2 separate regions of the Anser cygnoides genome follow, and region 1 is linked to region 2. Evidence: chromatin contacts called from public Hi-C data. All regions are on one chromosome and are shown on one strand. Each heading gives the region's core, a stretch centred on a gene start, on an enhancer-like site or on the middle of the called end of the contact. The rest is flanking DNA. Distances are from core to core; before and after follow the strand shown.

Region 1 (5,427 bases), core at 1,907-4,406, 180 kb after region 2:
CAACTAGAAAATGACACAAAGCTTCAAAATGAAATATGCTCCATTTACAAAACTGAACAGCTTACTAATGAGCATGTGGTGTTTCATAACACTGTAGTTTATAAACATCCCATTAAATAGTAAATTCAGCACCAGGGATGGAAAAAAGAAACAAATCACATGTGGTTACCACCACAGTCCTATTCAGGACAAAAAAAAAAAAACTTTTCCCTTTGAAGAGCCTTACATATAGAGGCAAAAGTAATTTCATTAAGCTTACCGTGCTGGGTCAGGTACTCAACTATATTCCACACAACTATTGGGATGCCGTTCTTGCTTAGTCCCTGCTGCTGGAGCTCCAGAAGACTCACACCAAACACCTTTGGACGGGTTGTGTCCTTCTGCTTGTTCAGTGGAAGTGAGGCTATCTTCTTCATGTCCTCCTTCAATCTCACAGCCGATTTACTTTGCTTAAAGAAGCACAGGAAAAATGTGCATTAGTCTTGTTTGCTGCAGAAGGTTGCATGGTTACAACATGAGCATATCCATCAAAATTGACTTTTATTTTCCAGAATAAGATTTTGGTCTTACTTCCCTTTAATTCATAGGAAAGTCATTGTGAAGTAGAAAAACATAACTGAGAGAAAAAAAAAATAGAAGAGTAACTAACTGGAAGAGAGTGTAAGTAGCATATAATTATGATAAAGGAGAAAGATACTTTTGTACGCAAGCTTGTTACTAGAGTAAGAAGTAACTTTGACTCACAGGAGGGTGCTTTTGTAACTCATGCAGTTCAGGGGACTTGCAAAAAACAACTGGACAAACACTTACATGAAAAATCCCAATACAACATAATCAGTTCAGGGTGTATCCAGAACACCTGTCAGTCTTTGAGGGTACTCTAGGGAAGGTTCACTGCATCTTTCTTCTAAATGCTATTCCCTGAGGATTCATTTTGGCCACTGCCAGCTGAGATGGACCCTTACAAAAGATTTTATGGTATGTTTAGTATCTGCTAAGTCTGCAATTTAAGTACAGAGATTTCAAGGTTAGCAGGGACTAGGTAATCTAATCACACCTAATATGTGGGGAAAGGACCAGACCAGCTTCAAATGCAAACATCCCATAGCTTCTTCTGGAGGCACAATATACATCTGGAAGACATTCTCACAAGTTTTGAACTGCAGTGGCAGAGAGAACATGAGACAATATTCAATAAGACCCGAGGGAATAGCATAATTTAGGATTAATTTTGGAATGCTGAAATCTAAATAGTCATATGGTATTATTGGTTTGGAAAGACTGCCAAAGGCAGAACAACATAACCCACCATAGTCGTGACTTCCATACAGACCTAAGCATCATTTCTCTAACACAGACAAGCAGAATAGAATTCAGTAAACCTCACTCAAGAGGAAATAAGTTTTTCTACTGATATTTCTGATGTTTTCCCCATGTTTCTGACATCACACTGCTGGAACAGTGGGCCACTGATACCACGGAGTTCAGGCTATTAGTTTAAGAAGTCACTACTAGTGTGATGCATAAAAATCAATATATTCCTACAGTGTTTTAGTAACAAATAGGCAGTAGAAACTTTACAAAAAAATTACAATATTCTTTATACATAACACAAGGAACTGCTCAGACTCTTGCCTGGGTCTTGGCGCTTGACTGCATAAGGACAAGGTGTATTTTTTTTTTTTTAAACAAATACTTAAAAATTCTTCGTTGATGACATGATATTCTTACTGCAGTTTGTAATGAACCTGAACATCTGCACAGGGTTGCTATTATGCCTGACTGTCCATCCAGATATAATAAAACTGGCAGTTCATTTCTTCTACTCTGCTGTACCTTTCCCGTTAAAAATATACTCCTGGAGTACGTGTAGGTTCTATAGTTCCAGGTACTATGCAACACTTATCTGATCTTTATGAAACACGTTACTTGTATAAATATGTTTTTTTATTTGTGAAACATCATTACAATATATAAATAAAACCAGCATTACAGTGAACACCTTTTTAATTCTTTACAGTAAACACTACATGCCTAAATTATTGAACTACAATTTGACCGACTTGTTAAAATATCTTGTCACGTATCCCTTTTTAAAGGAGATGTTCCCATTGGGGGTTAAATGGGTAATATATGGTTTTCACTTCAGGCGGATACATGCCAAAGAAAAAGCTACGTAGCTTGGGTTCAATTCACAAGACAGCAAAAATCCTGAGCAGTTTACAAGCAGCCGTGGTGCTTAGGGAACTTTTCTAATCAAGGCCTCCAATTACCCCCACAAAAAATCTTGCTCAAGTGTAGGGTTCCGGCCTGTTGCCATTTTAGCGCTTAAAACACTGAGCCACAGAGCTGAAATTCCTCGGTCAAACTCATAATTTACATCTGGAAGACAACCGAGAGACATTTCCCGCGTCTGCAGGAACAGAGGAGTAAATTGTTAGACTCCTTTTGGGATCTGGAAAGGGTATGTTAACCAGGGAGAAAAAAATTAAGGGTAATTATCTCAAATATACACTTAATCAAAATCGAAGTGCCGCCTCACAACAGTTCTGAGCATTCTCTGTTACATGACCTCAGACAAGGAAGATTTGATGCTATAACAGGAAGAGTTGTCAAAGCATGTAACTGACTGTAACTGACCACGGAGACTTAGGAAAGTAACCCTCACAGCCCCCGCATGCCGATGCCGTACAGCACAAAAGCAGCACGGGAGCTGCCCGGGACGGCGTGTTTGCAGCTCACCCAGCCCAGCCTTACACAGGGCGCCATGCATCAGCTGCTCGCTGGCTAAAAGTGCGAAAAAAACCCTTTTTTTCACCTTCCCTAAGCACCGCTTGGAAGACACGCGGGAATGACGAAGGAGCTCCGGGGCCGTGCCGGCCTGTCCCGTCTCCCAGCCCCACGCGGGACGGGCTGAGGGCGGCCACCCCACCGCCTGCTCCCGCTCTCCCCGGCCCGGCCGCGATCCGCCGCCGCTCCCCGGGCAGCGCCGCCCCGATCCCCGGCCGCCCTACTCACGCAGATGGCCAGCGCCCCGGCCCCCATGCTGCCTGCCCGCCGCCCGGGCCCGGCTCCCGCAGCCCGCCCGCCTCCGCTGGGCCCGGCAGCCCCCTCCAGGCCGCCGGCCCGCCCCACCGGCCCGCCCCTGCCTCTGCCCCCGCGGCCGGGGGGAGCAGGGCCTGCCCCCTGCTCCTCACGCTGTCCGCTGCCCCCCCCCCACCCCCGAGAGCAGCCGGGGGGTCTTGGGCCTGAGGGGGGGGCTCCCCCGGCCTGGCCGCCACCCCTCCGACGCCCCTGGCTGGGCAGGGAGCAGTCTGGGAAGAGCCAAGTGTCAGTTTTGTTGCCACAAAATCCACTTTGTGAAGTGCAAGGAAAATCAGTAGGGCCCTTTGTGTTGTTAGGGAGTGTGCGCTGTGTAGGTCACGACTGCTTCTGGTCCCCACACACCCACAGGTTAACAGAGCCGACCAGCGCGACGTGAGGTCTATGTAGGACACATACTCCTTTGCCACGATGTGAAGTCAGCGTCGCAAAATATACTCTGCCAAGGAAGAATCCATACTATAACCAGCACTCTGCTTGTGAGTGGCAGTTCGATGTGGTACAATATTGCGCCTGAACGTAAAAAGTGTGGAATGCTGGAATTAATCATAACCCCACCCCACCCACCTACGCCCCTCAACCCCCTGGTTTTCCATCTAGGGATACAGTAGTGAAATAAGAGAAAGGTTAAAGCAAAAAGGGGTGGAAAAACCCCACAGTGCTTGCGACTGCCAACAGTCACATCATACAAAGAGTCCACGTGCCAGCAGCAGGAAGAAGAACTAATTCCCCAGCGTTCCACCGTGTCTCACCTCAGGCTGGAAGAAGGGCTGGTACTAGAAATTTAAAGAAAAGCATGAAAGTATGTTTCAAAATTGCACCGTAGAGTTGTGCAGTTTCAACATTTGACACTTTTTTGTGGAAGAGAAGCACATACACATACTTATTTCTGTATCCTTTCAGGTGCAAGTGTTACTCGGCAGTGCCTTAGCATGTGAGTAGAAGACAAGGTCTTTGGGAAGTCTGCCTCTCGGAAGTACCTGCCTGTGGTATGGGAAGAAAAGAAAGGCTGTACAGCTAGAGAAAAATTGAGGAATAAGAACATTTTCCTGGAGGCAGATAGGAAGGGACTGAACTATGTGTCAGATGGAAAATGTTACCTGCAGATTTCAACTTTCATTCATAATGTATTTTTATTAGGTGTTGTAATCAGAATTTCCTTCATACTCAGTTTCTGTTTCTTGTCTAAGCTCAGTTAAACCAACCTAACCCAAAATGATTACTTTCCCACTTTGTATAGCAGCAACTTAGACTTTGGTTTTAGCATTTTCTAAGTTTCTTAGCATTTTCTAAGTTTCCTGCTTCCTATACTGTGGGACTCAGAGTTGATGTAACATCCTCCTCCTCCTCTATCACCCTCTCTACAGTAAGCCACTGACATGCTTTTCACATAAATCACACAAAGCTATGTTCTTAGTCTGAATCACAGCTCCACAGCAAAACACAATGACATGCTTCAAACTGTAACCTGGACAGAAAGTGACGAGAAACTGACGCTCTCTGGTAACTTTTGGGGTGAAGAGTTCAGACATGAACCTATAGTGAACAGCAGCTACAGCATTAAGGCTTTTATAAACAAAATTTCAGAAGTAGCGTGTACATTCTTACTTTATATAATGCAGGAACAGAATGCAAGCACCAGCAGCACCCAAGCCAGTACTCTGGCTAATGTTTTTTTTTTTTTTTTTTCTCCAACCACAGCTGAGGGATGCTTGCTCAAGTCAGGAAATTCGCTCTTCTATGAAGTCACTGGAACACTTTGGGATACATCATATTTTCTCTGAGTTAATAAAGAAGCTTCTGTACTTGCTGAAAGTCTTAGGAGAGGTGAAGGCTCCTATGTGACAGAAGAATAGAAATGAGTGAAATGTCCTCATCGCCTTTGTCCCAACCTAACTTTTCCTAATCAGCACCAAGCACGGCCAGCTTCCCCTGTGAAGGGCATACTAAGATTTAGCTGAACTTTTCCTTATCCCCAGCTTAGAAGTGGGTGGATTCCTTCCTGAACCTTCCACCCTTCCCACAGAGACATGCTTCTTTATATCCTCATCTCCCCAGTCTCCTTTCACCAAACCACTGCCATTCAGGATGACTGTGTTGGAAAGAAAGGTGTTGCAAATGTGGAATGCCTGGGACTGTAGAAATCGCCCAAGACATGTTGTGGTGTCTGACTGTAAGCTGCATCCTACTTTGGAAACCTTCTCTGTTTTCCTGTAAGCAATTCCAAAACCAAAACAAAACCATAGAAAACAAAACAAACAAACAAATCAGAATTAGTCATGTCTATGACAGGAAAACAAACAAACAAACAAAATCCAAAAATCC
Region 2 (6,272 bases), core at 2,794-5,293:
TTTTCCCTATATATTGTCACAGCCTGTCTCCCTCTGCTTTCCTGAAGGGTTCAGGGCTTGAGTCTAGGTTCAGAAAGAGAAACCAAGAGCTGGACTTTCAAAAGAGCTTGGCAGCCATTATCTCTTAGATGTCTCACCTGTGCAGCAGAGCTTCTAAAAACATGCCCTGGGGTATGTTTGCTGACATACTCAAAGCCCTGTGCCACATGGGATCCTCAGGGTGGCTGAGCTCTTTGCGATGAAATGAAGCACAAACACTGCATGATGAAAATAGACTAAACACCATGGCGATGACACCCATTGTCTTGTATAAGGATGCTCAGATTACAGGGATTCCCCTGGGAACATGTGATTTGGAGCATGGAGGGGATACATGCCCCATGCCCTGGGTGGCCTGTGCAGAGCCAACCCCCAGCCCCTGCCTGTCTGGAGCAGAAGGGGCACCATGGGAAAGACAAATGAAAACTGGTCAGTGTGATCTGCTCGAGGTGTCTTTTTTCCCAACTACATGAAAACTGTTTTACTAATCATCTTTGGGAAAGGCACCACCCTGCTGCAGGTGTATTTTTGAGGGAACTGGCAGAAGCCCGAGCTGTTGTGCCACCATCATGACTGACTGTTGTCACAGCTTAGCCTGCTGATGGCTCTTTACCAGCCTGCTTCTGGCTGCTTCATCCCTTCCCCTTCCCCTCTCTTTTCCTTTGCTTTCCTTTATGCTTTTCTAAGCCTCTGTTAGATCTTGGAAATCCAGAGTGATCTTTTGTGCTCTGCAAGTGCACAAAAGATATATTGTTTGGATTTCCAAATAACCCATCAGAGATTAAATGATAATAGGCTTATTTAGAGCCTGAAGGAATTTCCTTATCATGTATGATGCAACAGCACATGGGAGATTAAATCCCAGAATAACTTTCAAGGCTATCTTTGATTTGTCCTCAAATAAGCCCTGCTTTTATAAAAATAAAAAATAAAAAAAATTTAGAAAGACCTTTCAAAGAAGCAGAGTAGAACACTGTCATATTCTGAAATGACTTCGAGCTCTAAGCTGTGTCTATGTTTCGTTTTTTCAAGCAGTGCTTATTATAAAATATGCAAAGAAATACAATGTGAGTGAGTCTGATACCCAGCTATGAGTTTAAAAGGCTTTACACAGGTATCAAAAGTATATTCAACCTGCAGCAGGATTTTTTTAGACTGTTCTTCTGATCTGAACATCACCTGTAGAGATGTGCCAGAGCCCTGTAGAGCAGCTGATGCAGTCAGTGTGGATCTGGGATGACTTGGGCACCCAGGCAGCTTGTAAGCCACGAGAAACAAAGTGGGTAGCCTTGGTGAAGAGTGTTAGGGATGCCTTCGTGCTGGATTTGCTGCAGAGCAGACACCACGCAGAAATGCCACTTCCACGGGGGCTAGCAAGGCCTCACCTTAGCTCGTGGCAGCCAGCATGGGCAGCTATCCCTGGCTAATCCTCTGAGCTTCTCTGAAAAAAGTCTCTTTCCTGACACAGAAAGGGCTGAAAAGAAAAAATACAGAAGAGTTCATTGCTTCCAGAGCAACACAGAGACTAATGGCCACACAGAGGGATTTTTCCACTCGCTAGCCAGCAGAGAGATGTAGTTCCCCCCCTTGCCTCTCTGATTCCACCTGAAAAACAACAGATGAGGTAAATTCATGGTGCAATCAAACCTGAGCTAGCACGAAGAAATAAACCTTGGGAGTAGCCTCCAGAGGGAGCTGTGCTCAGTAAAGTGCGTGAAACCAATTTACTTTGGCGTTTTTACTATTTTACACGTTTATGAAAGACCAGCCTTGAAAGTTCGCTGTGAACTCGAAATGTGGCCAATTAGCAATAGGTTTGAGCAACAGATTCCTGACCCCTTGGACAAATTCTGGGCTTCATTTCCTCTTATTATTATTATTATTATTATTATTATTTATTTGATGTCTTCCCCTCCTTGATTGCTCAGAGACAAACAGAGGAAAATGAGTGTTAAGGGACTTTTTACAGATATCTCCAAATGACAAAAGAAATAAAAACAAATGAAACAAACATTTTTTTCCTCTACACTTATTCTAGAAGCTGCTTGTAACACAGTAAGTAGAAGCTATTATGTCATAGGTGCAATTGTACAATAGCAAGTAACTCTTTTCATGCTCAACATGCATGACCCATGCAAATACAGAAAGTGAATTTGTATCTGATAAGTGACAGAGTGCATACTAAGTATACAAACACTGGCCTTTTGTGTCTGATGCATCCTTGCAAAGATCTTTACATGGTTTGCTCAAATACTGACTGTCATTTTGAAAAATGAGAATGAAGACCTACAGAGAGTGGAAGCAAGGACAGATAACCTGGGAGGGATACAGAGACATTGTCTGAGCAGCCAGGGCTCAGGTTAGGAAAGCCAAGGCCCTTTGAGAATTAAATTTGTCCAGGCACATCAAGGGCAACAAGAAAGGTTTCTATAGGTATATCGGTGATAAAAGGAAGACTAGAGAAATTGTGGGCCCTCTTCGGAAGAAAGCGGGAAACCTAGTCACTGGGGATATGAAGAAGGCTGAGGTACTTAATGACTATTTTGCCTCAGTCGTCACTGACAAGAGTTCCAGCCACATGGCCCAGGCCCCAGGAGGCAAAGGCCGGGACTGGAAGAATGAAGAACTGCCCACTGTAGGAGAATATCAGATTCAAGACCGGCTAAAGAACCTGAAGTTGCACAAGTCCATGGGATCTGATGGGATGCATCTGCGGGTCCTGAAGGAACTGGCAGATGCAGTTGCTAAGCCACTGTCCATCATATGTGAGAAGCTGTGGCAGTCCAGTGAAATTTGCAGTGGCTGGAAAAAGGGAAACATAACCCCCCTTTTTAAAAAAGGGAAAAAAGCAAGACCTGGGGAACTACAGGTCAGTCAGTCTCACCTCTGTGCCTGGCAAGATCATGGAGCAGATCCTCCTGAAAACTATGCTAGGGCACATGGAAAATAAAAAGGTGATTGGTGACAGCCAACATGGCTTCACTAAGGGCAGATCATTCCTGACAAATCTGGTGGCCTTCTATGACAGGGTTACAGCACTGGTGGATAGGGGAAGAGCAACTGACATCATCTACCTGGACTTGTGCAAAGCATATGACACTGTCCCCCACGGTATCCTTGTCTCTAAGTTGGAGAGAGACGGATTTGATGGATGGACCACTTGGTGGGTGAGGATTTGGCTGGATAGTCGCATTCAAAGAGTTGCTGTCAACAGCTCAATGTCCAGGTGGAGATCAGTGATGAGTGGTGTTCCTCAGGGGTCAGTATTGGGACCAGCGCTGTTTAGCATCTCCGTTGGTGACATGGACAGCGGGATCAAGTGCACCGTCAGCAAGTTTGCTGATGGCACCAAGCTGCATGGTGTGGTTGAAATGCTGGAGGGAAGGGATGGGACCTGGACAGGCTTGAGAAGTGGGCCTGGGCAAACCTCTCGAGGTTTAACAAGGCCAAGTGCAAAGTCCTGTACCTGAATCTGGGCAATCCCAAGCACAAATAGAGATTGGGAGGAGAATGGATTGAGAACAGTCCTGAGGAGAAGAACCTGGGGGTGTAGGTTGATGAGAAGCTCAACATGATCTAGCAGTGAGTGCTTGCAGCCCAGAAAGCCAACTGCATCCTGGGCTGCACCAAAAGCAGCATGGCCAGCAGGGCGAGGGAGGGGACTGTCCCCCTCTGCTCTGCCCTTGTGAGACCCCACCTGGAGTGCTGCGTTCAGCTCTGGGGAGTGTAGTGATAGGACATGGGGGAATGGTTACATATAAGGAAGAAATTCTTCTCTCAGAGGGTGCTGACGCACCGGCACAGGCTGCCCAGAGAAGCTGTGGATGCCCCATCCCTGGAGGTGCCCAAGGCCAGGCTGGTTGGGGCTTTGGACAACCTATCTAGATGAAGGTGTCCTTGTCCCCTCGACACCTTTGTGCGGAGCGGCTCACTCGCGAAATACTCGCTCCCCTCAGCTGGGGCCGGGGCCGTACCCACGCTGAGGGAAGGGACCAGGCCCAGCCCCGAGCAGCCCGGCCCCGGCGGAGCCGCCCGCCGCCCCGCCCGCCGCCGCCGTAGCGCTGCCGGCCATTGGCAGCCCCGCGCCGCCCCTCCCGGCGGGGGAAGGGGCCGGACTTCCTCGTCGCCGCGGCGGCAGCGGCGGGGCTGGCGGCAGGTGAGCGGGCGGGGGCCGCGGCGCGGCGCGGGGGGCGCCCCTCGGGGCCCGGCCCTGGCGGGGGAGCGGGGCCGCGCGTGGGGCCGCCCAGCCGGGCCCCTCGGGGCTCCCGCAGCCGGCCCGGGCGGAGGGGAGGGCGGCCGGGCAGGGCTGGGGGCTCGTCAGCGCGGCTGCTTCACCGTCGGGGGCGGCTGCCCGGGGGGTGCCGCGCCCGGGGGGCGCAGCCGGCCCTGAGGTGGGCACCGGGGGGGGCCGAGGGCCTGCGGTTTAACTCCTTCGTCGTCGCACCTCGCTGCTTCATGCTCTGGGGCCTGCGCTGGGCTGGGGCAAAAAGGGAGAAGAAAGCGGGCTCGGTGACAGAAGGGAGCGGTACGCCCCTTCGTTGTGGGGCTGCTGGAAAAGGGAGCTGAAATCTCGGAAACGACGGGGAAGGGAAAAGGCTGCTCGTGCCCGCCTTGCCAGCTGGCAGGCCTCTTTGTTTAGGGATCGCTCTGTGCCGAGCGGTGCTTGTTGTGAGCACGGTATTTACCTAACTGGCTCTCCCAGGAAGCGTGCAGTCGCTGTCATGGCTGCAGCTTGTGTGTGTGTTCATGTGAGCACGTGAAGAACCTGCCTATGTCATGACAGCTGTTAGAAAAAAGGACAAAAACCATCTTCTGGTCTCCTGTCACGATCTTACACACACTGTCACGGCTATAGCTTATGCATGTGTTCATATGAGCATGTGAAGAGACTACATGTCATTAAAAAAGGAGCAAAATAAAACATCTCCTGTCATGATCTTACGTGCGCTGTTATTATTTTCCAATAATCCTCTCAGCCACCAGGGTTGGTTCCTCACCAAAGGATGTATGCTTAAGCATGTCAGCTGAGTCTTATTATAGCGAGTCTTATTATAGCGAAGATCTCCCAATCACAGCAGTTCTCCTCAAAAAACTCCCCGCTGTACCGCGTCTCCTTGGCTCTAGCAGTGCTGTGCACATCCTTCAGTGATTCAGGGGTGAGTTGTTCCTGGAATGAGGATGTTGGGAACGTTCCCTCCCCCCCCTTTTTTTTGTGGTTACATACAGGGAGTCTGCAAATGAGCAGTCCTGCTGCATTGCATCCGTTCTTATCTCTAAAACATGCATACAAAGCTGGCTGTGCTGTGACCAGTGAAGAGCGGGAATAGGTGCAGCGGTTGACTCCTTATCTCTTCACAATCCAATTTTAAAAAGGGTCAGGAATTGTAATGCCCTAACTGATGCATTTTAAAGACCTTTTCCTAAGGGCTTGCCCTATAAAAAGCTGGATTTTTATCTTTAAGATGTATCCAGCTGAGTACTAGGAATAACATTGAAAACTCAGGTAAGCGAATATGAATTTTATCCACTTTTGTGTGTATATGTGCATGTCTACGTTATAGCCTACTTGCCGTAGAAGCTTTTTATATACTCATTTTAGTATAAGGAGGATATGTAGAAGGAGTTTGCGGTGTAGGATGGCTATTTTGTTCTTCCGCTGATGTCAGAGGAATAACTGCCTTGACCAGAATGGGAAATGAAGCGTGAATCTTTGTTCAAAGCTCTGTCTTTCTGGACACAGCTCCTGCTCGAACACACGATGTATTAAGGCTTGCAGCAGCTTTGCATGCTGTAGTGGTGGTGGTGGGGTGACAGCACAGGGCACAACAGCACATTAAAACAATTGTGGTTTTAGAGATGTGTTATGTTTTCAAAATAAGTAAGATAAAAACACAGCATACCAGGCCATTGGGAAATAGCCGGCTGTGTCTGTGTGCTCAAATGGAAAGTGGCTATGTTGGTTTTCACTCTTTGAGTGGAAAGTGCTGCCTGGAATAGAGCTGCACACGGATTTATCAGCAAAATGTTCAGAGGGTGGGAGGGTGGGACTCAAAAGGACATGTTTGCAGAACTAATCAAAAATCCATTTAAGGTCAGATTTTCCACAGTTTCTGGCACACCTCATTGTCTGTTCTAGGGATTGTTAGATTTTAGGTGCTTCAGAAAATCTGACAGCTAGCATGAATGGGTTCTGAGCTTCTTTGAGATGTCACCCTAGTAATTCATATGAATCA

What was found. Hi-C and Micro-C count contacts between places; a contact is called where the count stands out from the background.
Region 1: a Hi-C map of granulosa cells shows a contact between it and region 2, with 3 times the contacts expected there. The contact joins the promoter of FAM13A here to the promoter of LOC106046091 in region 2. A contact is called at or near these places in 4 of 7 Hi-C or Micro-C datasets (granulosa cells and liver).

The regions. Positions count from the first base shown.
Region 1 is chr4:69,022,082-69,027,508 of Taihu_goose_T2T_genome, forward strand. It overlaps FAM13A (family with sequence similarity 13 member A), which reads right to left and starts at 3,157. Exons shown (of 21, transcript XM_048052161.2): 1 at 3,019-3,157; 2 at 260-449. The coding sequence starts at 3,045.
Region 2 is chr4:68,840,751-68,847,022 of Taihu_goose_T2T_genome, forward strand. It overlaps LOC106046091 (probable E3 ubiquitin-protein ligase HERC3), which reads left to right and starts at 4,044. Exons shown (of 25, transcript XM_066996351.1): 1 at 4,044-4,195.